4 separate regions of the Sus scrofa genome follow, and regions 2, 3 and 4 are each linked to region 1. A link is a contact called in public HiChIP or PLAC-seq and promoter capture Hi-C data. All regions are on one chromosome and are shown on one strand. The core of a region is the stretch at or near the end of the contact, and the rest is flanking DNA. Distances in the headings are between cores, read along the strand shown.

Region 1 (3,311 bases), core at 465-2,964:
TTAACCGCTAGGCCACTAAGGAACTTCCTGAAGTTTTAAAATGCATTAAAATTTCTGGATTTCCTCTTGTGGCTCAGCAGGTTAAGAACCCAACTTGTATCCATGAGGATTTGGGTTCCATCCCTGGCCTCGCTCAGTGGGTTAAGAATCCAGAGTTGCCCTGAGCTGTGATGTAGGTGGAAGATGGCAGCTCAGATCTGGCGTTGCTGTGGCTGTGGCATAGGTTGGTGGCTATGACTCCACTTCTACCCCTAGCCTGGGAACTTCAATATGCCACAGGTGCGGCCCTTAAAAACAAACAAACGAACAAAAAAGTCTAAGAATTCTTCATGTGAAAAGCAATGGATGATTATACTTTGATGTGGTCAGTGGTATAACATGTTGGAAAAATCATTCTACCCTCATGCTTCAAGTAATCAACAGAATACACCCGTGGCAGCTGTAACTTTTGCATTTATAGTTAAGGTAGTGGATATGCATACGAGCAAATGACTACTTCTTTGTATTTCTACTGCAGACATGTTTTAGCCTTTATATTTTGTTTTTTGTTTTGTTTTGTTTTGTTTTGTTTTTGTCTTTTTGCCTTTCCTAGGGCTGCTCCCACGGCATATGGAGGTTCCCAGGCTAGGGGTCTAATCAGAGCTGTAACCACCGGCCTACACCACAGCCACAGCAACGTGGGATCCGAGCCACGTCTGTGACCCACACCACAGCTCACAGCAACGCCAGATCCTTAACCCACTGAGCAAGGCCAGGGATCGAACCTGCAACCTCATGGTTCCTAGTCGGATTCGCTAACCACTGTGCCACTATGAACTCCTAGCCTTTATATTTTGAAATATATTATTTTGGTATTTTGCAATCTTTCTCCTTTACATTAGATCTAGGACTATTTTTTTAATTATGTGTGTAGATGGGTTATATTACCATGATTTTCATTACAGAACAGTTTTTTTGTTTGTTTGTTTTTAAGGTCTATTCAGCACTTATAAAGGGAGCTTGAGGCTAATTAAACTGAGAACCACTAACATAACGGGCAGACCACACTAAGATTTCCATTTGCTTCCCAGGCTACTGTTGACACCTGGACCACACCACACACAACCTCCTTCTCACTTTCAAGGTCTTAAGCTTTTTTAAAAGGGACCTAGATGGTGTGGGTAGTAATGAAAAAAACTTGTATGGTTCTTAAGAATTGGAAATAGGTTCCTATACAAAATCTCGTTTGATGCTCAAAAAGGTCTTTCAGGGAAAAAGCAAAAATAGTCTTTTGTAAAGATTCTTATCAACATAATATTTACCTATTGCACTACCGAACCACTGCCATGGCTTTTCTTATGAGCTTGAGGAGATTTCACAGATGAAGCCACCAAGACTCTCAACCAGAAGAAACCTGAGAACTTTTTTCTTCGGGGTTTCTTTCAGCCTGCTCCTGGAGCCGCGAGAAAACCGAAATCCAAGAAAAGTTCAGTGACTCGCCCATGGTTCCGAGAAATCGCAATATTTCAAAGCAGAGGTGTGAGAAGATATATACGACAGCCTATTTGATAACACTCGCTTTCCTCACCGCAAATTTAGAGAAGTCTGTCACCAGACGAAAACCGGACTTGGCGGGCGGGGCGGAGCCCGCTCCTAGCTCCGCCCTCAGGGCTGTCTGCGGCAGTGCCTGCCTGGCGCCCGGCGCAGGGGTCCTCGTGGGGGTCCTTCGCGCGGGCTGCCCAGGCACTGCCTGAGCGGGTGCGCCGGCGGCTTCCGGTGTGGCTGACGAGTGGTGGCCGAAGCAGGGGGACAGCAAGGGACGCTTAGGCGAGGACCATGGCGGACGGCGGCTCGGAGCGGGCTGATGGGCGCATCGTGAAGATGGAGGTGGACTACAGCGCCACAGTGGATCAGCGGCTGCCCGAGTGCGAGAAGCTGGCCAAGGTAAGGGGAGGCCGGCTGCTTCTTGGCGGGCGCCAGGGGCTGAGTCACGGCGCGGAGCTTGCTTAGGCCTCTGGGGGCCTGCGGGCTGGAGTGCTCATCCCCCTATTGCCTGCAGAAGTAGGAGATCCCAGGTCTGCCTGAATAGGGAGATCCCGCACCCAGAGTACGTTAGGGCTTACAGCTTCCCAGACCTTCCCCAAGACCGATGGTCACTTCAATTCCTGGAGGGGGATGAGACTTCATAGTACTTTTTGCCTTTTCTTGGATTTTGTTTCACGTTTACTTTAGTAGTTTCTCGGGGGTTAAGGCCATTTCAGCATTCACGCTAGATCAGAAGGTTTAGATTCGTTGCTCTTGCCGGATCAATTTCTCTTGTTGCTTATGGATCGTGGCGAAGTGCTTGGCCTTTGGCCAGAAGAAGGGACAGGAAAGTGATAGGACGAAGGTGATTAACACAGGATCCCTGTCCTTAAGGAGTTCATGTAGGCAAGGAGGTAGACAAGTCACGCATGGTGGTGAGTGCTGTACAAATATAAAAGTGTTACTGAAACACAGGAGGAAGCTGTTTGTTCTTAGAGATGGGATAAGGGAGAGTTTTACAGAGAAGCTGACGTTTGTATTAGGGCTTGAGGAGTGAGTAAGATTGGGATGGGGAGGAGTCATCCGCGGAGCAGGACCTGCGGGAAATAGACAAATAAGCACGAAAGTGCAGAGTCACAGGAGCGGGGGTCATGGACAGTAGTTTAGCCCAACTGCTTATTTCCCATGAAAAAGAAATTTTACTTAATCCAAACATTTATCATGCCCCCTGCTGTGTCAGGCAACTTTGTGGGTCATTTTATAGGTAAAGAAACCAAGACTCAGAATTGTTTGTCCGTCAGAACAGTTAGTAATAGATAGAACCAGGGATTTAAATCTAGGTTTGCCTGACTAAGGTTTGGATGGTTGTTGAATCAGTTCCATCATGGGATGTTGTTAAGGATTCTGCTGAGGCCTCATTAAATTCCTTCATCAATCCAGCCACAAACATTTATTGCTGTTCATTTGGGATGCTTTCACTAATAGGGTTTTTTTTTGTTTGTTTTTTTTTTTTTTTTTTTTTTTTTGGTCTCTAAAGGAGCTTACTACCTCAGTACATTAAAACATAATATGTTTAGGGTCAGGAGGGGTGTCAAGTAATACTTCACATTGAATTCTTCGAAAGAACTATTTTAATGCTTTTCTTTTTTCCAGAAAAAGAATTTAGTGGGGCATTACAAAAGACCAGCATAGGGAAAGATGCGTGTCTTAGGTTCGGTACTGTAAGTGGAAGAAGGTCATAAATTAACCTCTGAGCTTTCTGGCTGCTAGTGTAAAGAAACATGGCCAGTGACATAGAAGTTGGAAAA
Region 2 (3,311 bases), core at 577-3,076, 380 kb before region 1:
TAAAACTGGATTCTAATTTGGTTAATCCAGATAAACAAAAATACAAAGGAAAATCTTGTAGGTTATTGCTATAAATTATGTTTTTTTCCGCAATTTAATAAACTGCAACTACGTGTTTAACATAGAGGAGCCATCATGTCTGTATGTTTTTTAAATAAACAACATGCATCTCAGCACCAGCCTAGAGAAATGCTGTGAGAAAACAGGAGAAGAGTCACCATGGAGGAATTCATTACAGGTCTAGGAAGGACTATTATGCCCAGAAACAGAATGAAAAGAAAAAAAATCATTTTTCCATAAATCTCCCTACATGACTTGGAAGGCTGTATGACTTGGAAGTTGGTCCAAAAGTTCATCTCCAACAATTACGTCTGCATGATCAACTATACGTCTTCTGCAACAGGTGACAGGAAACTGCATTTCTCAGGCAAAGGGATCAAATGAGTTAAGACGCATGTTCCTGCGGTCTCTTATTTTGCATTTTACCAAAGCGATTTTGAATCAGATGAAATACCAAATGTGCTTTGGTTTTCTGCTTTGCTTTTTAATCAGCCATTGACCAGCAACTGTTGCACGAGCCCACTAGCACTCAAGAATAAAAACAAACACACAGGACCAGATAAGGTCCTACTAAGCCAACTGATCCATTTCCTTAACACACTTTTAAAACCACACAGCTCGGGGTGCGAAGAGAAGCATGTCTTGTGTGTGTTTGTATGCCACAATCTGTCTAAATTCGCAATTCCTTTTTAAGGAACAGATATAGAATAAAAATCTAAAAGAAACCACATTAGAAATGCAAAGAGGTTTGCAAAACAAGAAGCTTCTTTCATTCCAAAAAACCAAACCAAAACAAGGGGGGAAAAATGAATGCAATGGATATGTGTGTGCCAAAGTTTCAATCCTGCCCGGTGGAGACACTGCACTGGCACAAATTTTTAAGAGGAAAGAGGGGGCTGGGGGGAGAGAGAGAGAGAGAGGGTAGTGTGTGGCCTGCGAACTGCAACAATGCAATCTCCATTTTGAACAATGCGCCTCTTTCCTCTTGTAAATCTAGTTTTTTGCCACTTGAAGTGCCGTCGCATTTCCCTTCTGTTTGGGGGGGAGGTGGGGGTGGGGGGAGACCACAGAGGGAGTGAGCGAGGGGGAGGGGGAGGAGGTGGGGAAGGAGTCTGCAGCAACTGGGCTGGGTGGGTACCTGGAGTGCTGCTATAGGTGCTATGGCTCCTGAAGCTGCTTTCCGTGCAGTAACTGGCGTCGTCGTCGTCGTCTTCCATCTCCTCCGGATAATCGGAGTCATCGTCGTCCTCCTCCATCTCATCTTCCTCGTCGTCCTCGGAATCCTGGGTCTCCTCGGCGTCGCCGTCGTCCTCCTCCTCCTCCTCGGAGACCATGTCCTCCTCCTCCTCCTCCTCCTCTTCGCTCTCGTGGTCATCGTACACCACTTTGTTGACGGCCCTCCGGGCCGTGGTGGTCCGGGCCAGGTGGCCGCCGCCGCCGCCCCCGCCCCCGCCCTGCCGCCCCCGCCTCCTCGCCCCCCCGGCCCGGGGCGCTGGTGCTGGGGGGGCCGGCGGCGGCGGCGGCGGCGGCGGCGGCGGCTTCCTCCGGCTACTGCTGCCCCCCCTGGGCGAGCTCAGCCGCGTCTTGGGCGCCACCTCAGCCTGGGCGGCGGCCCACCTGCCCCGGCTGCTGCCGCGGTGGCGCGAGCGGAGCCCCCCGATGGGTCCGGACGTGGGCGGCGGCGGCGGCGGGGCCGGGGCCGGGGCGCAGCGCTCCGCAGCGGGAGCCGCGGGCTGCTTGGGCGGCCTGCCCCGCCGGCCCCTCATGTCGGAGCCGAGGCGGGGGGAGAAGGGAAAGCGGAGGGGGAGGGGCGGGCGGAGGGGCGGCGGTGGGGGTTGCCGGGGCCGGGCGGGGAGGCCTGCGGGGCCGGGCGGGAGGGGCCCGGCCGGCGGAAGCGGGTGGAGGGAGAAGGCTCAATCCGAATTGCTGGGGCCCCGCTCCGGATCGCCTTCAGCCGCCATCTTGTTTCTTCCCTCTCGCTCGGTGACTGGGGGAACCGACAGCGGCCGCAGGCCCGGAGCGCGGTCACGTGAGCTGCGCCGCCGACGAGCCTGGGACGGAGCGAGGCCACGCGGCGGCCGCTAGAGGGAGCGCGGGAGCGCTGGGTCGGGGGCGGGGAGCCCGAGGCACCTCCGCGCGGCGTGGCTGGACGGCAGCCGCAGGCTCGGAGCGGAGGGCTGTTCCGTCGCGAAGTGTCCCGGGTCCAAAGCCCCGGGTGCCGTCTGCCGAACCCGAACTCACAGAGCCTCCTTCCCGGGTCTCCCCTTCCCAGCTCGGAGACGAGGGCTCGGAGGCCCCCAAATTAATCCCCCTCCTGCTCCCTGGGGAAACTGACGCAGAAAAGAGCCAGAGAGTACCGCGGAGGGAGCCGACTCAGGCGACCCGGGGGCAGGGCAGTGCCAGCACCAGAGGGAAGCCACCTCAGGGCAGGGACCCCCGGAAACATGAAACTCCTAAGACGGCTCTAGAAAGTCCTGAAATTGATCCCAATGACAACTGCTCGGGGGGGCTGTGCCGGAAGCCACGCCCTAGGCTGCCAGACCCGGACAGAGGATCGTTCTGAGACGCTCCCAAAAGCCTCCGGTGAACTCCGGAGAATGCAGCTACATTCCTGCCCCCTTCACTTTCCCAGTCCCAGCTAGAAACTCGACCCCCTCGGAAAGAACTTTTAATTTCTTATTTGCTGTAGAAAAAGGGTAACTTCCCGCCTAAAACCTACTTTAAAGTGTTGCATGCTGGTGTTATAATTTTAATCTCTTTACTTGACGATTAGTAACCATATCTCGGCTAAACCCAGGGAACGGATCATGACAATGAAATTTGAGGCATCACCAGACCAAGGCAGGGAGAATTAAGTCACATTAATATTTATTGGAACATCTGACCACCAAAAAGCGATTTAAGGAAAAATTGTGAACAGGATTCTGTGGCTTATTACAATGTAGTTAGAAAGATAGAATGCCTGTGCGAAATGAAAATACAAACATTGGAGTTCCTAGTGGCTCAACAGGTTAAGGATCCGGGGTTGTCACTGCTGGGGTTTGGGTCGCTGCTGTGGCAAGCGTTGGATCCCTGGCGGAAGAACTTATGCACACAGTGGGCAAGGCCAAACAAACATTAATTGCCAAGTTCATTTATTCAGTAAAGTTCCATTGAGGGAGTCCCTCGTAGTGAGGACTTGGTGCTCTCACTGCTGCAGCCGGGGTTCAATCCCTGATCTGGGAACTGAGATCCCAGATCAAGCCACTGCA
Region 3 (3,311 bases), core at 474-2,973, 310 kb before region 1:
TTTTTTTTTTTTTTTTTTTGCTTTTTAGGGCCAAACCTGCTGCATATTGAAGTTCCCACGCTAGGAGTCAAATTGGAACTGTAGCTGCAGGCCTATGCAACAGCCACAGCAATTTGGGATCCAGCCGTGTCTGCCACCTACACCACAGCTCATGGCAACGCTGGATCCACTGAGCCACACCCACTGAGCCAGACCAGGGATTGAACCTGCATCTTCATGGATACTAGTCAGGTTCATTACTACTGAGCCACAACAGGAACTCCGGTATCTTTTCGAATTAACGTTTCTATTTTTTTTTCAAATATGCACCCAGGAGTTAAACTGCTGGGACTTAATGGAAGTTCTATTTTTAGTTTTTTGAGAAAGCTCCATACTGTCTTCCATGGTGTCTGCACGAATTTACATTCCCACCAACAGTGTATGAGAGTTCCCTTTCCTCCACGTCCTTACCAATATTTGCTATTTGTGTTCTTTTTGATGATGGACATTCTGAGAGGTGTGTGGTGATATCTCATTATAGTTTTGGTTTGCATTTCCCTGACGATTAGCGACTGCTGAGATTGCTAGCTTCTTAAAGATACAGAAACCTGGAGTTCCCGTTGTGGCTCAGCGGTAACAAACAAGAATGGTTCTGATCCTTGATCTCACTCAGTGGGGTAAGGATCCTGGAGCCGTGGTGTGGGTCTCGCAGATCCCCTGCTGCTGCTCACCTAGCCTGGGAACTTATCACGTGCCGCAGGTACAGTCCTAAAAAGACAAAAACAAAAACAAACCAAAAACCCCCCAAAACCAAAAAGAACCCCCAACAAAACCACCCCAAAACCAAAAAAATCCAAAAACAAAAACTCCCGTTAAACTAAGTTCAGCAGCTCACATAAAAATACTTTCTACAAGCCTACTACAAGCAAAGTTTAAGGTGTCGTAGTCCGTCGTTAGACTGAAAAGGGGGCGGGGTGTGTAGATTTCAAGGGACACAACTCCAGATTTCACAGGGTGAACCACAGCTGTCAACAGACCGGTCACTCGGATTTAAAATTCCTACCAAGCTGCCAAGAAAACGAAAAACAAAAACAAAAACAAAAAAAGAAAGAGAAAAAGAAGACACCTACAAAACCTTTTTTCCCGCCTAACGAGTGGTAGGAAATGTTATGGACAGAATGCGAAACTAACATCAATGACATCTCCCACCCAACCAATCTCTGTTCAACCCTTCTGCGGGAGGCCTGGGTAGACAGAGACCCCAGGAGGGGATCTTAGCAAGGCTATCTGAAAGCACAGGTTTCCTTTCCTTTCCTAGTCTAGCCCACGTGCACTTAAGATGCTCTGCCGCCTGCAACTCGGAGATATGCCTTGCTCTTCGGGGAAACAATCGAGTCAGATTCTAACCTCACTCAGCGTCCCGAAGAGGCCATGCCGCCTCTCCACTAAGTCTGCTGAACGATGTCCCCGAAGCTGTGAGAAACCCGTGGTTACGACTTCGCGCTCAGAAAGGGGCGAAACGGCAACGAGGGCGTTCCAAGACTATCGCTCTCACCTTATAGAGAATGACCGTCCTGCCGCTGTCCGTCACTAGAAATTGGTCTGTTTTGTCGCTCTGCTCCACTCCTAGGGGTCCGTCAGGCCCAGAACCCAGGGGTACCGCAGTCAACGTGAATCCCTCCTCCAGGGCTGCCATTTTGGCCCAACTTACGCACGGCCGCGCAGCCCTCCCGGCAGGCTTCGCGCTTTCTCTCGCGAGAACTAGGAGGCCGACTGGCACTAAGTGAGAAACCTGCTTGCGGAGTCTGCGACCTCTGGCGGGCAGAGATCGCTAGTGGCGCTGCGGTCGACGTCGGGTGGGCGGGGCCTGGAACTTGCGTCTAGACTCCGCCTCCCAGGCCAGAGTCCCGAGTCCCGGATGCACCGCTCTGTGGGGAAAGGGTGGGTGGCAGGGGAAACCTTACCTGTTGGGTGGTATCGCCGCTGAGCCTTTTTCAGCTACGAATTTGAGAGGCTGAGGGGTGGGTGTGGCAAGTGGCGGGATATAAATAAACTCAATGTTTTCACTTGAAGCGAACTCTCTAGGAATTCCTTCCACAGCTTCTTGGAATAATGTCCCAAGGGAAAAATATTTCTCTCTTCAGATTAACTCTTAACGTGCTGAACTGAAATGCCTAATCCCCCCTGCTTCTCAGAACCCGCCGCAAAGATCTAGTCTCTGCGGCCTTTCGGGCCTCCCAGGTTTTCTCTCCCGGTTCTCTGAGCACCGGCGGGGACATCTCTCCAGCTTTTAGGAAATTCAGACTTGTCCCAGGAAGCGGATGACGTCTAAGGTCCCCCTGGGCAATTTTTGGCAAAGCCATTTCCTTGGGAGGTTTTTGAGATAAACGTGACTAACGCAGTCAATACTGTCAAAACTCAGAAAAGATAAATCGTGCATGTTCTTAGGGAGGAAACATCTAAATAGGCGATTACCAGGCCACAAGCATTACAACACAGGAGAAAGGCTATGCAGCTATTATGAAAGAAGTACGTAGCTACCGTAAATTCTTAATAAGGATAACAGGTCTTCTTTTTCTTTTTTTTTGTCTTTTTTGCCTTTTCTAGGGCCGCTTCCGCGGCATATGGAGATTCCCAGGCTAGGGGTCTAATCGGAGCTGTAGCCACCGGCCTACACCACAGCCAGAGCAACTCGGATCCGAGCCATGTCTGCAACCTACACCACAGCTCACGGCAACGCCGGACTTAACCCACTGAGCAAGGGCAGGGATCGAACCCGCGCAACCTCATGGTTCCTAGTCGGATTCATTAACCACTGCGCCACTACGGAAACTCCGAGATCTTATTTTTCAAAGTATCTAAGGCGTTTGGCTTTAAATTTGTGGCTCCTTTATTTGGAAAAGAAATACTGTGAGATTCAGCCTAGACATCCTGGCCTCTATGAAACCTTTCTTTTCCTCCCGGCACAATCAGCCTGTCTGGGGAATCGTGTTTAGCACCCACTGTCCATGTTTAGGATGCTAGCCTAGACACATCCTTCTCCAGGAAGTCTTCTCTGACTCTCTGAGACTGGATCAAATGTCTAATTTGGGGCACCAGTGTTATCAGAACATCCATTTGGATGGTTACTCATACATGTCCTCATATAGATGGCCGGTTACTCATACATTTCCTTCATTCTGTTTATTTCTTTGAAGGATTTATCACTAGTATCTGGCATAATGCCTGTCCCATAAATATTTGTGGGGCCAACAGTGAAAGCTTATTCATGGTATTGTATATGTGCTTTTCCTCTTTTTCAGCTGGACGACTTTAAAACAGGGGTTCTCAAA
Region 4 (3,311 bases), core at 401-2,900, 280 kb before region 1:
AAACAGGTAGCTGGGCTTATTAGAAAAAGCACTGAGTGAAGGCCTAAAGCTTGCCCTTGAGTAAAAGATGAAATTGGCTGCCCCATGGAACTCTTCATCTGTTTCAGCTTCCCAGACACCCATTTTTCATTCCTGTCCTCTCCCAGGGGAACCTTCAGTAGAGGATGGTGCATAAACTAGTAGGAAGCAACACAGCCACTTTGGAAATATTAACTATGGAGTAAATACTCATAACACGGTATTAATAATAAAGACATATACATAATTATGTATGTTCATATCACAACATATGAGCAAACCAGAAATATTGTTTGAAAAGCAAAAATCCTTAAGAGGATTTCCTGGGAATGGTTATTAAAACTTTCTGAAAGGGAAACGTTTTTTACAAAGGGAATAAAAAATCATGACTGTTGATAGAATATAAAACTCAGAATATAGCAGGAAGTACTTGACCTGTAACCTTACCACTTAAAAAAAATACCAAGACTGTTAAATAAGCTAAGAAATGAGATTTAAGTTTTTTCAAAAAGAGGTATTTCAAAACAAATTTTGGACTCCGAAAAAATTTAGCTGTGTTTCTGTTATAATAAATGGATATCATCTTTGAAAAACCAGGTTTTCCATGCAAGTGGCTGAATATAGTGCTCTACTCCAAACATCCAGCAGGGGGCAGAAATCACCCAAGGAAGAGAATTCGGATTCTACACTCTGGTTCACAGTCTCTTAGAAGTTCTCTTCCTTCAAAGTATTGAAGCCGCTCAGTTGAAAAGGAGACTGTTATTTCCTTACTGCTGTGGCCATGGATGTTCATTTTGCCTAATTTCAATCTAGTTTATCTCTACGCAGGTGGATGATTTAAACTTACCGAGCATCCATGCCGTTTTTACTTGTTATGGGCAGCAGCCTTTTGATTTCAAGTTTTCCATTACGATAGAGAAGAAAAATACGGAGAAAGAAATGATGCCCAATTTGATGGAATTCCAAAGAATAAGAGACATGTGGTAAGCATTCAAAGATAACCACTTCGTGTAATTCCTGAGGAGACAGACGTCTCTGAAGTTATGGGAAGGACTGTGCGTTGCAGCCAGAGAACGCACAGGCTTTCCCACGGGCAGACCCATCCCAGGTATCTCTACACAGTAGACTTTCTAATAGTAATAATCACAGTGAAACAGAAAGAAAACCAAAGAGCCTCAAGCTGTAAGCCATAAGAACTCAGAATGAGGAAAGCACTGCGTCACATCCTTTGGCCATGAGGCATCTTCCTCTTTCCCTGGCTTCCTTTGTCTTGTGCTTACAGAGTGAGTAGCTTTCAGAGCTCGGCTGAGGGGGGGAAACGGTGTCTAGCATTCCTAAAGAAAAGGTCATTCAAAGTGATGGAAATTCAAGGACAGTCTCCTTACTGAGCATTTCTAACTTCAGAACAGGGCAAGAGGAAGGGGGGTGTTCTCTTGGAACTGGTCGGTGCCTACAGAGGAACTTCTCAGTTAAGTCTGGTCCAAACAGCTTTCTGCAAATCCAACCATGGCATGCAAAACGGGAAGGAAGAGTCAGGGGCATTTCAACCTCAAGGGCAGTCACATGCAGTCTACGGCAGCGCATGAGCCTTACAAGGCAGATTCCAAAGACATGCACTCCAAAGTCCACTAGACATTTCCCACGTGCAACCAGAGGTCTCCACAATTCTAAAGCGCTTACAACGACAGCCACCTCTCAACATTCTATAACCACGTGGTCAATTTCTTAAGTCTCTACTAGGTATTAACAGACATGCGGGCTCAAGCTAGCACCCAAAGACATCACAGCTCTGGCCAAAGATGCATATCAATGACTTGGGGATAACGTTTTTCTTTGTAACTCATCTTCATGGGAATGAATGACTGAGACAGAACTCTAGTTAAGATGCCAGCGTACACCACACAGTCAGCTCTTCATCACCCCTGTGCCACTAAATAATGTCAGGCTCTCCCAGGCTTAAGTCCCAGGCTGGATCTCATCTGGCTCCTCCTCACCACACCTTCACTGCTCTGCCAGTGGGCACTTGGACAGCAGCCCCATCTGGACATGAACCCAAGTCCCAAGAAACTGGTTGGATTAAGACAGCCATAAAGAGCCATAGAGAGCAGTTCAAAGCAAATGTAAAGAAACCTAAAATACCAGATGAGCCACAGCCCTCCCTTACATGAATGACGGAGTGCTTGCTGTGCCTTCAAAAGTTACTGGCATTGATGTTTTAGTTTTCACACGACATCCGCTTTTACCCCTCTGTTCTTTTGTGGCGCAGGCCACAAAATGTTTCCACTCTCTGTGTTCTTGGTTTCCTGACCCAAACAACCCCCCACGTCAAGCAGCTTTAAAGAATGGAAATGTCTGGAAGCAAGAGCTAACACTGTCCAATGGAGACCCTGCTGAGGTTTTTTTTAACCTATGGCCTCTGGGAGACGATGCTTTTTTTGTGGACGTTTGAGACGTGAGCGTTTGAAGTCACTTCAAAGATCTGTTTACGTGTACGTTTGGTCAAAGGTGGGCAACATGTTTCAAAAATTCTACATACACTTGTTTGGGTCTGGCTCTCTATGTGATCCACAGTGGAGGAATGCTGATTGCAAACTTTTATGTTGGTTTGTTCATGCATGTTTTTCTCGTATTCCCGAACATCATCCATTGTCATATCTGAAAGAAGGTCAAGACGTTGGCAACTTCTGTTATTAAAGGCAAACTTTCAATGGGGGGAGACTTTAGGGAAAGATGGCAGCTTAGCAGAAGCCAGAGAGAGGTGTCAAAGCAGGGGATTCACTAACTTTATGCGGAGTCAATCATAAAGTTAGCTCAACCAGCCAAAGGGAGAGTGAATACAAGGGCGTTAAGTCAAAAGAGTCTTAGAACTGAGAAGAGTGGAAGTTATTGAGGGGTGATTCTTGTCAAGTGAGCTAGGTGGGTAGGAAGTGTTAGCACGTGGACAGTGCCGTAGCCTGAGATCTCCTAAGAGCATGGTTAGAAGATCCCTTTGAAGGACAGGGCCAGGTCTGTGTGGTTTAATACTTACCTTCCATATACCTTTCAAAATACATTTAGAGGTTCTTTAAGACAAGGCATTCGACAACAGAGAGGACACTTTCATTGCTATTTATAAGAGACATGACATAGAAGTCAGAGAAATGTTGCTCCCCGGTACCCGTGAGATTTGGTGCAATGCTCGCAGAGATGTATTTCTGCACAGAATGCATGGTGTCAGAGAGTGCAGGTCTACACTGAACGTCAAGTCTAGCCTAACAGCTTGGAGCTGGCTGGCACTGCTTCCACCCACGCTG

Evidence for each region. Promoter capture Hi-C pulls out the DNA fragments that hold promoters and counts their contacts. HiChIP or PLAC-seq counts read pairs in DNA pulled down with a chosen protein or histone mark.
Region 2: a contact with region 1 is called in an H3K27ac HiChIP or PLAC-seq map of alveolar macrophages. The contact joins the promoter of BPTF here to the promoter of PSMD12 in region 1. A contact is called at or near these places in 1 of 5 promoter capture datasets (fetal liver), 3 of 47 Hi-C or Micro-C datasets (embryonic fibroblasts, omental adipose tissue and skeletal muscle) and 2 of 2 datasets of contacts at active chromatin or transcription factors (alveolar macrophages and skeletal muscle).
Region 3: a contact with region 1 is called in a promoter capture Hi-C map of liver, with 6 times the contacts expected there. The contact joins the promoter of NOL11 here to the promoter of PSMD12 in region 1. A contact is called at or near these places in 1 of 5 promoter capture datasets (liver), 3 of 47 Hi-C or Micro-C datasets (fetal liver and liver) and 2 of 2 datasets of contacts at active chromatin or transcription factors (alveolar macrophages and skeletal muscle).
Region 4: an H3K27ac HiChIP or PLAC-seq map of alveolar macrophages shows a contact between it and region 1. The contact joins the enhancer-like site here to the promoter of PSMD12 in region 1. A contact is called at or near these places in 5 of 5 promoter capture datasets (fetal liver, fetal skeletal muscle, liver and 1 more), 32 of 47 Hi-C or Micro-C datasets (adipose tissue, alveolar macrophages, blood and 15 more) and 2 of 2 datasets of contacts at active chromatin or transcription factors (alveolar macrophages and skeletal muscle).

What each region holds. Positions count from the first base shown.
Region 1 is chr12:13,728,475-13,731,785 of Sscrofa11.1, reverse strand. PSMD12 (26S proteasome non-ATPase regulatory subunit 12) reads left to right here and starts at 1,714. Exons shown (of 11, transcript XM_003482961.3): 1 at 1,714-1,923. The coding sequence starts at 1,816.
Region 2 is chr12:14,111,458-14,114,768 of Sscrofa11.1, reverse strand. It overlaps BPTF (nucleosome-remodeling factor subunit BPTF), which reads right to left and starts at 1,826. Exons shown (of 31, transcript XM_021068118.1): 1 at 1,199-1,826. The coding sequence starts at 1,826.
Region 3 is chr12:14,034,061-14,037,371 of Sscrofa11.1, reverse strand. NOL11 (nucleolar protein 11) reads right to left here and starts at 1,723. Exons shown (of 18, transcript XM_003131277.5): 1 at 1,535-1,723. The coding sequence starts at 1,675.
Region 4 is chr12:14,010,295-14,013,605 of Sscrofa11.1, reverse strand. All of the region lies in intron 8 of PITPNC1 (phosphatidylinositol transfer protein, cytoplasmic 1), which reads right to left. Among named protein-coding and RNA genes, the nearest start is that of NOL11, 24 kb to the left of the region's middle. Within about 2 kb of position 1,650, at least 25 of the 83 cell types and tissues checked have an H3K27ac peak or open chromatin away from gene starts, as enhancers often do. A contact at or near this core is called in adipose tissue, alveolar macrophages, liver and 3 more, where this site is marked.